Linked DNA regions of Capsicum annuum: region 2 is linked to region 1. The links are chromatin contacts, called in public Hi-C maps. All regions are on one chromosome and are shown on one strand. Each heading gives the region's core, a stretch centred on a gene start, on an enhancer-like site or on the middle of the called end of the contact. The rest is flanking DNA. Distances are from core to core; before and after follow the strand shown.

Region 1 (7,147 bases), core at 2,349-4,848:
GGGGAATTTCCTATTTTCTCATATTTGATTGGTTAAAACTTTTAAAAGTATTTTCTAATGAAAAAATGAAATATCAATGATATTCGGTCATGTCCGTATTTATAGTGATAATTGGCAACTTTATGGTCTATGGATGTGAAATCATTTGTAGTGCTGCAATAAATTTACCGACCCATCACTAGTGCAAACAATTTAAGTAAATAGTAAATATTAAAGGCATGTGTAACAGATTTGCAAGTCATTAATTGTCACATTTGATTTACTTGTAACGTTTTGTAAGTCAATATGTGTTTGTGTACTTGCATAATGGACATAGTGTACTTTTTAGACTCTTTCTCAGTATATATTTTAATACTTGTAGGGGATGACTACAAGATAATTAAAGGTCTGGAATAATAAACTGCAACGGTGCTTATTTACCCTGCTTGAGCATCTCGATAGACCAATCAAGTATGAAAAACGCAAAAGGAGAAGAGAACAGTAGCAACAATAAATGATGTGATAACTGAAGTCAAGGAGACACTAAAATTGAACAAGATAGTCCAGAAGCACTTCCTTACTAAAACGGGCAGCCCAGTCCACTAAAACTCCCGCTATGCGCAGATTTCGAGGAAAGGCCCCACCACAAGTTCCTTACTGTCCTATTGATAGTGTTGTTTTAATCTGTTGGGCTTGGGGTTTCCTCCTATGACCTGTACATTTAACCTGAGGAAAGCTTTTGGGACTTCGACTCATAAAACTTCAAACTTTTTCTAACTAAAATGCGTGTTCAAATACAACTTTAAATTCTAAAAACTAAAATTTTCAAGCTTCAACTTCAAAATGTGTTTGGCCAAAGAGGAGCTTATTCTGCAGGGCGGAGGACAGAGTAGTTGTTATCTTCGGTCTCCAGCAGAGAAGCGTATTGTTCTTGGAGAGCTTCAAGACGCTTATTGTCAGGTATATTGTCTGACATGGAAAGCGTTGCTTTGCTTGGCAAGCATTCCATAGTAATAGCTGATAAGAACCTTGTGCACCGTTGCACTCTTTACGTTCCTGGGATGACAATGGGGTCTTCGTATATACAACACCTACCCACATCAGTACTGTCTTCTTAATGGGGATATTGGAATCATCAAAACCTCAGACGTCCTTGTCTACACCTTAAGTTGCGCGGACTCTTCAGTTTCGACGCCGCACCCATGTCGGATTCTCAAAAAATACACTAGTTTTGGCGAATCCAACATGCACCCATTGACTTGGTGTATTGTACGCAGCCTTCCCTGATCAATTCCATTTCTGCCAGAGGCTGTTTCCAAGGCTTGAACTCGTGACCTCCTGGTCACATGGAGGCAACTTTACCAGTTACTCCAAGGCTTCCCTTCGGGGAGCAGTGAGTACTATCTTTTGAATCAGCTAATAAGATTGATCAGAAAGATAATTGCATAGGTTTAAGATAGAGGACCTTCGGCAGGGTAATGCAGGCATTGTTGAATATGCCTACCGGAAGATGAAAATTCAAGAGGCTTTCAAATCCTTTATAAGAATGAAGTTATGAGTCAATTCCACAATGCCTTGTAACTTGGTGATGTTCGTGAACGTGTTATGATTTTGGAGAATGTTGGTCATCAGCCCCTTGCATACATTAAAAGGGCAGTCAGTCCAAAGGCTCAAGGATACTACTGAGCGTCTTGCAGAAGAATTGGGTGGTAATGTTCCATCATTGCCAAAGGAGAACAAAGCATCTATGTTGCTGCCCCCCTACTCCCATCTCAGATACGGGCGACTGGCCTGTACTGATTGTGACAAAAAAGATATTTGAAGGTGGACTGGATGCTACAGCCAGGGATGGACAATGTGGCTAATGAAGAAGAGGCTGCAGATGTTGAATTGGGAAATAGGGATATTAGTATGGTGCTGGAGGATGAGGAAAGACGCGATGAAAATGACGAAGATAGAGGATGGGATCTTCCACCTGATACTAACACACCAAAGATTGCACATTGATAACAAGTTCTTTTCCACAAAAATGGAGACATCAATCACTGTCGAAGATTAAAGTCGTACAAAGTTTGCAAAAACCAAAACAAGAAATTCAATCGTCTTTTAGTTCCTTTTCAAAGCACACCAAAATTCAACAAACACCAACCAAATTCTTTCAAACAAACAATGCTTCTACAAGGTTTATTTTCATATGCTAATAGAGTATATCACTACTAAATATAGCAAATCAAACACAAATGCTACTCCTATATACACACATACGAAAACGAAAAGAAAATAACATAAAGTGAGTCAAGGAACACCTCCTCAGAAGCACGTGATTTCGCCTTTTCGATCCAACTGATCTTACTATTACACAAAGGCATATAGCTCAGGAACAAACGAGAACCATCTGAATCCACAGCTCCATTTATCAGGCAACGAAGGGCATTTAGGAAGCCAATGCCAGGTCCTTCTAGCAACCTTATAATACAATATCTCAGGCCAAGAATAACAACACACACAAATCAACCCTTTATGCCAAAAGCAATAAACATGTTCATAGTTGTGATAACAAACTGATAAAAACTTCCTACATATCAACTCTGGCACATTCTCAACTTCCACCCAAATCTTGGAATTCCCATCCAATTCCCACAACTTCATGCTTCTTGAAATCCCATTACTCCCATTTCCACTAATCAAATACAACTTTTTATCACCATCACTCACCAATCTTGCAAAAGTAAGCTCACTAGGCAGCTCAAAATTGGATCTTTTCCACTCCCCATTATCAAGATTCATACCAATCACAAAATAAGGCTCAGGAGTAATAAACCACAAACACCCATCATAAAAAACACCTTCTTGATGATGATTCTCATTCAAAACCAAATCAAATCCACCAAACTCACTCCAAGAATTCACCAAAGAACAATACACAAAAACTTGACTTCTTGAAGATCCAAAAGTAGACATCACAAACAACTTATACCCATTATTAGATCCACAAACCAAAGTAAGTGACTCAAAAGAAAAGGGCAAAGTTGGAAACTTAACAACCCTTGAAGTCCTTGCTAAAACATTAGTAACAACAAAAGAACTAGAACTTGACTTACTAAAACACAACAAACCATTAGAAGAAGACAAAAGAACAGAAGAACTAGATGGCAAAACAGGTGAAACACAAAGAGATAAGTTCCTCCAATTGTTGTGTACAGTATCAAAAAGTGGATACTGCCTTGGAAACTGTGGGTGTGAGAGTAAGAAAAATGAAGAAAAAGGTGATGAATCTGGTGAATTTGGTGAAGGGGAAGAGTGTTTGGATATGAAAGGAGGTGAAAATAGAAGAGTCTTGAAATGCTTACAAGTTGATTTGAGTTTCAAGAAAGTTTTTAAAGGGAGAAATGATAGCAAATATTCTAAAACATCTTCTGGTAATTTGCTCCATATCTTTGGATCCATTTGTTGTGATGATAACACCATCTTCTTGTTCTCCACTTTGTACTTGGAATCAAATCAAACATACATATATATATATTTAGTACTGTGTGAAACAAACTAGATGGTCTGGTTCTAGTTTTATATGAAGAGAAACAAATGGACATTTTTAGGGGTTGTTTGGTAAGAGTAATGGACATTTTTAGGGGTTGTTTGTAAGAGTAATAAATGTTTTAATTTGTTTGACGTGATTTTTATAAGTTCTATCCTCTTTTCGGAAACTTTTTAATATTCTCTCCGTTATAAAATAATTGACATGTATAAATTTTATATAATTTTTAAGAAAAATTATTAAGAGGTGCCAATTAACTAATATTTATAATCCTATATTATTTAAATCTTGATTACATGAATCTTTTCAATTAATTATTAAGAATATAGTTTAAAAAACGTAATTAATTATCTCTTGATCTTTTAAATATATCAATTATAAACACATTCTTTTATTAAATATGTTTTTTGAGACAGAGGGAATATTTTAACTTTTTACGTGATATATTTAAGACCATAAAATTAAAAGATATTTTTTATACTTTTAAAATATTTTTAATTTAAAACTATAAGATTTAAAAGTTACTTTTTAAAACTTCTTACCAAGTTATGATATGTCAAACAAATACAAATGGGAGAGTAATAACTTTTGGATAGTGCGTAGGATTACTTAACAAAAAAAAATTGGAGTAAAATTGTTATTATGATCGGGTCCTTTTTTGAATTCTGCGCATGACAAAAGCTTTAGTATATCAAATCGTTCTAATTTAAAGTTATTTTATCTTATTTTATTTTATATTCTGTTAGGAGTGCTAATTAGTCTTGTTATTATTTTCATATTATTTGTACCTGTAACAATGAAATAAGTCATCTTTTACCCCCTTTACTCTGTTTTACTTGCCATATTTTTTAATTTTACTAATTCTTTTAAGTTAGATGAAATTAAGTAAATTTATATTTTAAATTTTAAATACTTAAAATCTATATGAAAAATGTTATAAATATTAATTTTCTAATAGATCAAAATACATATAAAATATCTATTAAAATTTATATAATTTAAATTTTAAAAAGTGAAATATGATAAATAAAAATGAACAAATAACTATGTGAGACAATAACATTCTGTAAAATATCTCAATTCATATGATAATTTTGCCTATCTTGTCTCGTACCAAACGACCCCTTAAATTCTTGTATTTGGTAAGCAACCGGATTTGTTTTTGACAATTTCGAACGTGATTTCCGAGGTGGCAAGAGGACAAAACAACAACAAAAATTTATATAATATGTTTGAAATAATCCTTTCAAAATTTTATATAATATGTTTGAAATAATCCTTTCAGTATCCAAGTGAGCAATAATGACCTTTTAAATTTGTCAATAGTGAATATTTTCAGTTTTTATCAAACTTTGATGTTATAGTATATAATAATCGGACCCTATGAATTATTTTGATATAAAAAACACAAGAAATTTTCATCAAGATAGCATAAATCACAACTTAAAGTACACTAATCATAAAAATAGTAAACATTATACTTCAAAAAATTATGCCAAACTCTTAAATTAGATCAAAAATTATATATATGATATACAACATTATTTCTAAATAAGTTCCATTTAATATTTTCAATTTTCACAATTCCAATCAAAATTTAATAAATATATGAAAACAATAAAAAAAAAAAAAATCTCATTATTGATATTAAAATTATAAAGATGCTCTACATGCTACTTAAATACGTAATAATTTTCAACCTTACTTGAGAAAGGAACATTTTGGAAAAATATTTCAACCTTACTTGAGAAAGGAACATTTTGGCGAAATAATCTATTGAACCTTTATATTTATCTTCGGTTGTATTATAGACACTTTTAATTAACTCTTTATTATCTAGATTGTTGAATTCATCATAACATAAGATTTTAAATACTTTTTAAAAGAAATTATATTCTAAATGAGTTCAATTAAATATTTTCAATTTTCATAATTTCAATCAAATTTAACAACCAAAATTTAATAAATATATGACGTGGACTAAAAGTATTCATTATGGATAAGTTTAAAAGACTAAAGTTAATCTAAATGCTAATTAAAGAACTAGTTTCAACCATTTTTATCATTTTCTTCGGGAGAGATAACAACACCCTTCATTTCAATATAGTTAATTTTTGTTGACTTGATACTAAAATAGTTAACTTTTGTTGACTTGATACCTTTTATAGAAAACATTTATTAGAAGTTTATTTTATCAAATTAATATTATTAATTAATTTTTAACATATAAATTTAAATATATATATATATTATATTGTCAATTAATAATATAGATAGTATTGGAAGAACATATATTAAAATTCTCTTAATTTCATAAACAAGACAGCTAAACTGGAAATAAAACTTTGAGTAAGAGAACCAACTAAAATAAAAGGATAGAGCAGAACATGACAATTAATTAAGTTTATTTGAGATTGATAAGCAAATTGACCATTAATTAAGTTTAATTGAGATTGGTGCTTTCTTTTTTTAGTTGAAAAAGGAGAAGTTGCAGTTGACTTAAACATTGAAAATTAAAGTGGGAAATGATAAATTTGAACGGTTCATACCGGCCATTCGTCTAATTTTGACAATGAAAAACTTTATAATTAAGTTCATTTATATATGTGATGAATATTAAATGGGAAAAAGGGAAACATAGCAGTTGTTGCTGGACAAATAGGTTGTGCTCTTCTTCTTGTACATGCTAGAAGAGAAAAATAGATTTATAATTTATGTGATATATTTTTAGTGTATTTTAAAAAAGAAAGTTAGAATTTTTTTTTATAATTAAAAATGATTTAATTCTAAAGTTTTCTTTTATTTTCAGTGAAATAATGTAAAATCACACTAATATCTAAGGTTTGCTTTAACCCACAAATTTTTAAAGTTTGGTTTTCTTTTATAAATTTTGTGTCAAGTCAAATAATATTCCATAAATTGGAGTAGAAGGAGAAGTAAGTAAAAGATGTTAAGGTTGAAGTACAAGAACTAGTTTGGCCATAAAAATTATTCATTTAATAATTTTTCGCTTTACTTGAAATTAGTGCTTAGTTAAGAAAATTTTAAATTCAACTTGAAATTGTATATCAAATTTTTAAGACTGTATAAATTATCTTTCAACTTATTTTCAATTTTAAAGTTATAACTAAGTATATTCAAGTATGAACATTATTTTAGATATATGATCAAATAAGCTTCAACTCTATAAATTTTAAATAAAGTAAAAATAGTTAAAATCTATTAACAAATGCACACTACAAATATCAAGCAGTGACAACCTTTATTTTTGAAGTTAATAGTATGATTTTAAGGACAATCTTCATATCAAATAGCAAAATACCTTTTCTCCGTTTATTATATTGAAAATAATAGCGATTCGTATCCAAGGATGGAAGAAAATTGGTGTTTAATATGAGTAGATAATTAGGATCCGTATGGCCTTAAGAATCAAAAACATATTCATTTTTTTTAGTTGAATTTGTGTTTGATCATAATATTTTTAAAATAGTTATTTTTAAAGATAAATAATATAAAACATAAATTATTTTTTTTAGAGATTTATGAAAATTGAGTTATTTTATATAAATAAAAAATTTAGATTTTCTTGAAAATAAATAAATTTTAAATACAAAAAGTGAATTTAAAAATAGC
Region 2 (7,147 bases), core at 1,876-4,375, 44 kb before region 1:
TATCTAAGAGTTTTGACTACAAAAATATCTAATATCTAGGAGTTTCTAGAGAAATTTTATTTCCTAATAATAGTTTTTATTATTTTTGTTCGATAACTGTTGATGTAATATTGTTAATTCTGACAATGTCGGAAAAAAGGTGAATTTTAAAAAATTTGAAAGACTTTTTTATTTATAACAGGAGTTGTTTGGTTGAACTTTAGATCCAATGCAATAGTCCTATTTTAGGGCATCTGCATCTCAATAAAATTAGAGGTCTAAAATAAAACTTTAATAATAGATCTTAAATATATAGATCTAGATACAAGATAATATTGTAATAATGTAGAGTCATCATTTTTGTTCCTCCATATTAGTTATTTTTTATTTAGTATTTTTAAAAGACACCAATCTTTAACTTCACATATTAATATGATTATTAATAAAAGTAAGAGTTAATTCTAGTTAATAAGATGGTAGTTATTTGTTTGTAATATATAAAAGGAAAAAAACATCATTTCCACCTTAAACTATACCCGAAAAGTCGAAGCCACACCTAAACTATATTAGTGACCTATTACACACCTAAATAAACTATAAAAAAGTGAAACTATTTACACCCTGTCAGGCTACCACCACTTGCATGTGGTGTAGTGTTTTACATGCGCTGCCACGTCAGCACCATGTCAGTAAAAAAGATCACTTTTTTATAGTTAAGGTGTGTAATAGGTTACTTATATAGTTTAGGTGTGGATTTGACTTTTCGACTATAGTTTGAGGTGGAAACGATACCTTTTCCATTAATGTTTTTAGCCGTTTACTTTTTTTATTTAATAGGCTGAATGCGCCTAAAATAAGTGTAACACACGCGCCTTAGAATGGAGGTCGCGGGGAGGTAATAATATCAGTTTTATATAGTTAATATGTGTAATAGGTCACTTATATAATTTAGGTATGGCTTAGACTTTTCTTGCATAGTATGGGGTGGAAATGATGCCTTTTTTCATATATTAAATTGGATGTTATTGTTCAAACTTTATTTATTAATATGAAGTTTGAATTGCTTAATTCATAATTCTACAATATTTCTGATAAAAAATAAATATCTTTTTCTCTCTTTATTTCTATTTTTAAATAAACTTTTTAAATTTATTTCACAATCTTTATTATTATTTAAGTGAAGTTAAAATCATAATATTTACTATTAAAATTTTTTTGACCTTAAATTTTAAGAACCTAAAACTAATGCTTTACTAGTGTTACCCTTTAATCACCCCTACCTCATAACCCTAATGATTAGTCGATATAGAATCAACGGGTGATGCTTAGTTACAACTTCGAATCCGTTATTATATGTGCACCCCCACCCTCCTCCACACACAGAAACACACCTCTTCTTCCGGTTTCACTTTCCCTTGGCATGTTATCTTCCTTTTTATTGCATTTCTTCATTAGTTTCATCATTTGTCCTAGGAAAACATAAAGATGTAAATCTTGTGTTTCAAATGAAATTAACTAGGTAGATGCTTTATGATATCACACAAATAGTCGTATCATTTTAATTTTAACTTCTATTTCTCGGTATAATTATTGATTCCCCATCTTATTAAATATTCTTTCTACTGTATCTCAAATAAACTGTTTAAAGTAATTTTATTCATCCTGCTTGAATATTTCAATATCCACTTGTCTCAATGATCTTTAAAATCCCTTCAATAAAGCAACGTATCCATTTATTCTTCACACTATCATTCGTATTTAATTTAATCTCTTCCTTTTTTGCACAAGGAAAGACGAAGTTATTGAATTGACTTTTTTTTTTTTTGGACTTAGAGATCTACTTAGGAAACACTTTATCAATTTCTTTAATATAATAAGTTCATCAAATTACGACAACTACAAAGTGACATCATCATTATTTGAAGTCCAATATTACTCTAAATATTAATTTTCAAACTAAGATAAAGCTACCTAGATTAGAATGAGAATTCAAATATAAGAACAAGTAATACGACATAATCAAAGTGCTCCTTCAGTGTCAACATAATAATTATTTTTTGGAACCCAAGGAAATCAGAAAAGTACTAGAGATAAGTCCGCTGCTCCACAATAGTTCGTAAATCATATTGATTTCAATAAATTTTAATTCATAAAAAATAAATATCATCCACAAACAACAATATAAAAACACATAAATTTTTATTGATAAAATAATATGACTATAATTTTGTTCGAAAATCTGAATTTGATATGAATTTTCTCATGAAAGGTAAATTTGTGGATCTTATTGATGTATTTGATTATTAAAAAGAGAAACTTTTGATCACATTGTGATATTCCATGAGTTTATGAAATTATCGAGAGATGGTTGATCTTTTTACGAATATCTGATGAATTTGTGGATGTTGAAGACACTCTTTAAGGAAGTATTTGTCCCTTCGTATAGGCGTAATTTATTAGGGTTTAAAGTATATTAATCGCCAAGCTAGGTTTAGGGTATCATAGCCTTCATGAACTCCAACAAATTAGATTCTTCTTATAGAGTCCACAAAATTTCAATATACGTACAAAAAGATATGCATTGCACTAGACCAGTTGCAATGAGTTCATCTGACAAGACATTGACGAGAAGAATCGATCTCCAATCCACACTGTGGAATAACACAAGGTGCATCTAACTTAGTAAGGGGTCGTTTGGTGGGAAAAGGGTTATCTCGAAATAATTAATTTCGAAATTAGTTATCCAATAATGTATATGGGATAACTTATTCCATCACTATGGTATAAACGGTGGAATAAAGAGTCTCGATACTAACAAATACCTCACATCAAATATAAAATAAAATAATTTTTTAATTTATTTCGAGACTATTTATTCTTTATATCTGAGATCCACCAAACGAGCAAGAGTTACGGATGTCAGATGATTATAGCGTACACCCTTTCCACGTTTTTGAAGTGTTTGTTGAAATCCATTAACGTGGAATTTACAACACCATATTTAACTAATGGACGTGTGGCCTTACCATCTTAAGTACTTATTTTGTCTTGTCAATTTGACATAAATTCCCCACCACTCTCTCCACTTTTACACTAGAAATATATATATATATAGGACTCCATTATGATAAAAGTTTAAAGACATAAAAATCCCAGTAGGGACAAATAAAATTGGGATTGTATAGGACATGAAGCATGTGGAGAGTGAGGCATTATTTTGATGATGTGTAAACTTTTGCTTTTCAATAATACAAGAAAAAAATATGTTTAAATTTTTTTGGAAAAAAGCTTTTAAAAGTCTTCCTTTCAAATTCCATTGCTTTATTTGACAACCGTTATCTAGTTCTTCATTTCACGCAACAATATACGGCTCAATCAAAAAAGTTACCACCAGCGAATATAGTGTAGTGAATGGAGGTATTTTTTGGTCTCGATATCGAGTGTTGGGCATGAAAAATTTCTTGATAGGAATCACTTCCTTCAAATAAACACTAACGACACAAATTTGATTTAATCGGACTTTAATGTAGATATTGTACACTAAATACGATACCAAAAAAGGTCAAAATAAGAAATTAATCCTTTGGTACGAGGAATAAGGAAATATAATCTAGGAATAAGATGTTAAATTATTTTATCTTGCGTTTGATTAGGAGTATCAGCTAATTTCAAAAATTTTATCCCGTCATTTACCGTATAACAATAAAATGAGTTTCCCCATTTATATTCTGAGATAACTTATTTAGAGCCGATCGGTGATGGAATGTCGTGGAGTTAAACTCTTATTATTTTAAAACTTATATAAATCCTAATAAGTTTACCCCTAACTACTCTCTATTTCTACTTTTTTACAAAAAAAATTACAAGTAAACCTTTACTTTGCAATTTTCGGATATATAATTAGCATCTGAATACATAATTTTGATTATTGAGATACATTTGTTTCTGAAACTATTTGGTCGAGATATATAATATTTTAACTAGACTAAAGGGAGATACACAATTAAAATTATGTAACCAAAAATTTATGAATTTGTGAATGTATCCGGCTATTTTAAGAAAAAAAGAAATTTAGATAATTAACAAAAAGGATGAGAATTTTATATAATTTAGTAAAAATAAATTGTGGTGTTATGTAAATTTTATTACTTTGTTGCTTTAGTTGATTGCTATCAATACGGAATTTTATATACGTTAAAGGACTTTGAAATGCTAATGCACAAGAAAATAATAACACAAGAAATTTTAATAAAATACATAAACGGGACGAGAACAAACAGTGCAAGTATATTCATGTAAATAGTAAGTTGATACTTCCCCTATCTATTTTACATCTAATATTTTTCTTTCATGTCATTTAAGAAATATTAACTAAACGGTAATTTGATTATAGATCTTTATTTATTCTTTGATCTAAATTTAATACTACTCTTTTTTCTATCGTATCAATCTTTCATTAAACACGACAAATAAAATAGACCGGAGGGAGGGTAAAAACCTACTCGCACTCGATGTATATAGTAAATTAATGTAATTTATCATGATTAAGTGATTAAATAAAGTAAAATACATATTATTTAATTATAATCAAGTGATATGAACTCTAATATATTAACTTGATATATATACCGACTGCGAAAAAATCCGCCCCAACCCCACCCCCCAAGAGTTCTGCATAATGCCACTTACAAATTTTCAAATTGGGACCCTCAATTCGTTGGTTTTTGCTTATTGTCAATAGCTTCAAAAAGTAGTAGTAGTAATCTATTGTAGTAGTTTGCTTGTTTAAATCAAGCCGCTTTCCCCGCATTTGTTTATTCAAATTATGTATGTCTACTCAACTTGAACATGTTATGCCACAATTTAAGCTTTAAAATATGCTGCAATTTTTAATTTCAACTCCTTATACTATGATATTTGACGTTTATGAAATTGCTTAAACCACGCCATCATGGAATATGAGCATTTAAGAAATTGAAAAAGTAGTACTATAGCAAAATTATATCATGATATATATATATATATATTTCTAACTAAAGGCGGATGCAGATGTAGGCATCGAATTCATCTGAACTCAATATTCTTAACGCAAAAATAGATTTGATGTTAAGAACTTTAAAAGTTAAATTAATAAAAGTTAAATCTTTTATTCACCTCTGTCATGAAGGTCAAGCCTGAACCTAAGGAAGAAAGCTCACTCGGAAGCAAATTTTGACGGTTATTCTAAAGTACTCCCTCCGTTTCATAATAAATGAATTGTTGAATTCTGGCACACATATTAAGGAAAAAATATTAAAGACATAAATTTAACATAACTTTCCATTTTTACCCCAAAAAAGAAAAAATTTGACCTTGTAATACATTTTTAAAAGTTAATTGGTTGTCAAATCATTAGGACAAATTTGGAAAAAAATTCAATGATTCACTTATTTTAAAACATCAATAAATATCCCAACAATTCACTTATTCCGAAACGGAGGGAGTATCCAATTACATCTCAATGATATGACATTGATCACACCTACGACCAGAAGAAAGAAAATACCTAGCGCATAGGCCCCTCCATTGATCACAACAATTCTTTTTTGTATACGCTTGTCATATTTCTAATTTCGAAAACACGGTGAATACTCATGACACCCAATTTTTTAATTTATTTGTTTAAATACTTTAAAAAATGAAGATGACTTTTAAATTTTGTGGTCTTAGATTAGAGATCTGTAGAATATTGTACCAAATTATCTTTTAATCTCATAATCTTAAAAGGAAACCCTTGAAATCAAGTACAAGTCAATATAAAGAGACTACCAGATTCAAGATCAAGCTTGAAGGGCCTTGAATTTAAATTTGAAAAAGAACAATCCAACGATTCATAGAGATTGTAACACTCACATATTGAAATCAAATAATACGATTGTTGTGATATTTTCTTGTCCTGGTTATTATTTTCTCGGCACAAATTTTACTGTCTACAATAACATATGAAAAATTAGAACTAAAGAGTTACTCAAAACAAAAATATTATATATTAAAAGGATTACAAAAAATAAAATAAACAAATCAAAACGAAGGGAGTATGTTTTAGTTAAAGGGTGCAAGGATCCACAAACACATGTGTTTTATTAAAGAGTGGAAGGATTCACAAACATGTTCTTGATCTAGTATGGTTACAAAGATGATAAGAGATTGCAAATGTATGATGATCTAAAATAAAAAAATAGGAAGCACAGATACGTTTGATTGAAGTTTGATCTATTCACATGTCCAACGAAGATAGGTTAATAGAAGGGCCCAAAGAAAACACTAAATTCCAGATACGCATCAAGCTTCGTTCAACATACAGACATGTTTCCATAATTTTCAATTTATGTTCAATCAGTGATATAGACTTCTAATGTTAACACTATCCATGTGATGAAAAGACTTAAACACACATATATGCATGTAGCTATACAAATGTTACTTTCTTTAAATTGCTTATTAATAAATTTCGTGTAGAATCAAACTACATCAAATAAGTGAAACCTTTTAAAGCATATATACTATGAATCCTCTGTTTGAAGTGCAAATCAATACGCACTCCTTTATTTTATTTTTTCTCCTGTGTACTAGGACAAACAGGACAAACGATTAATATTATTTGAATTTTTCTCCTGTGTACTAGGACAAAAAGTACAAATAATTATACTATTTGAAGTTTAAAATTGATATTGAAAATTAATTTGCCGGTAGTTCGGCCAATAAAAAGGGGGTCAAAGTGAAAGGGTCATGTATCTCGTAAAATTAGTTAGCGGTAAAAAAGGAGAGGGGGAGGGGGGGGGGGGGGGGGTAGGGGGGGGGTTTCAAAATGTTGAAAACCGAAATTAGATATATTCCTCATTAAAAAAACTAGCCATAGAGATTCATTCGCGATTAAATAAATTTAATTTAATGATGAAAAAATATTCTTGGATAGATATGTCAATGGTGGAAATTGGTTGCGCATCATAGCAAAATACAACAATGATAATCTGTATCCATCCGTCCTAAAAGTATACTCCCTCAATTTTAATTTCTCTGTCTCGATGTTAATTTGACAGGTAGCAAAATATATTTCAATTTTGTGATCTAAAACATATTATATAAAAAATTAAAATTAAAAATTTACGAAAAACAAAATATCTTATCA

What was found. Hi-C and Micro-C count contacts between places; a contact is called where the count stands out from the background.
Region 2: a contact with region 1 is called in a Hi-C map of leaf, with 2.2 times the contacts expected there. The contact joins the enhancer-like site here to the promoter of LOC107867235 in region 1. A contact is called at or near these places in 3 of 5 Hi-C or Micro-C datasets (bud, leaf and placenta).

What each region holds. Positions count from the first base shown.
Region 1 is chr4:220,552,848-220,559,994 of UCD10Xv1.1, reverse strand. It overlaps LOC107867235 (F-box/kelch-repeat protein At5g43190), which reads right to left and starts at 3,598. Exons shown (of 1, transcript XM_016713384.2): 1 at 2,113-3,598. The coding sequence starts at 3,447. The coding sequence ends at 2,335.
Region 2 is chr4:220,596,864-220,604,010 of UCD10Xv1.1, reverse strand. No RefSeq gene overlaps it. Among protein-coding and RNA genes, the nearest start is that of LOC107867234, 6.9 kb to the right of the region's middle. Within about 2 kb of position 3,125, at least 2 of the 5 cell types and tissues checked have an H3K27ac peak or open chromatin away from gene starts, as enhancers often do. A contact at or near this core is called in leaf, where this site is marked.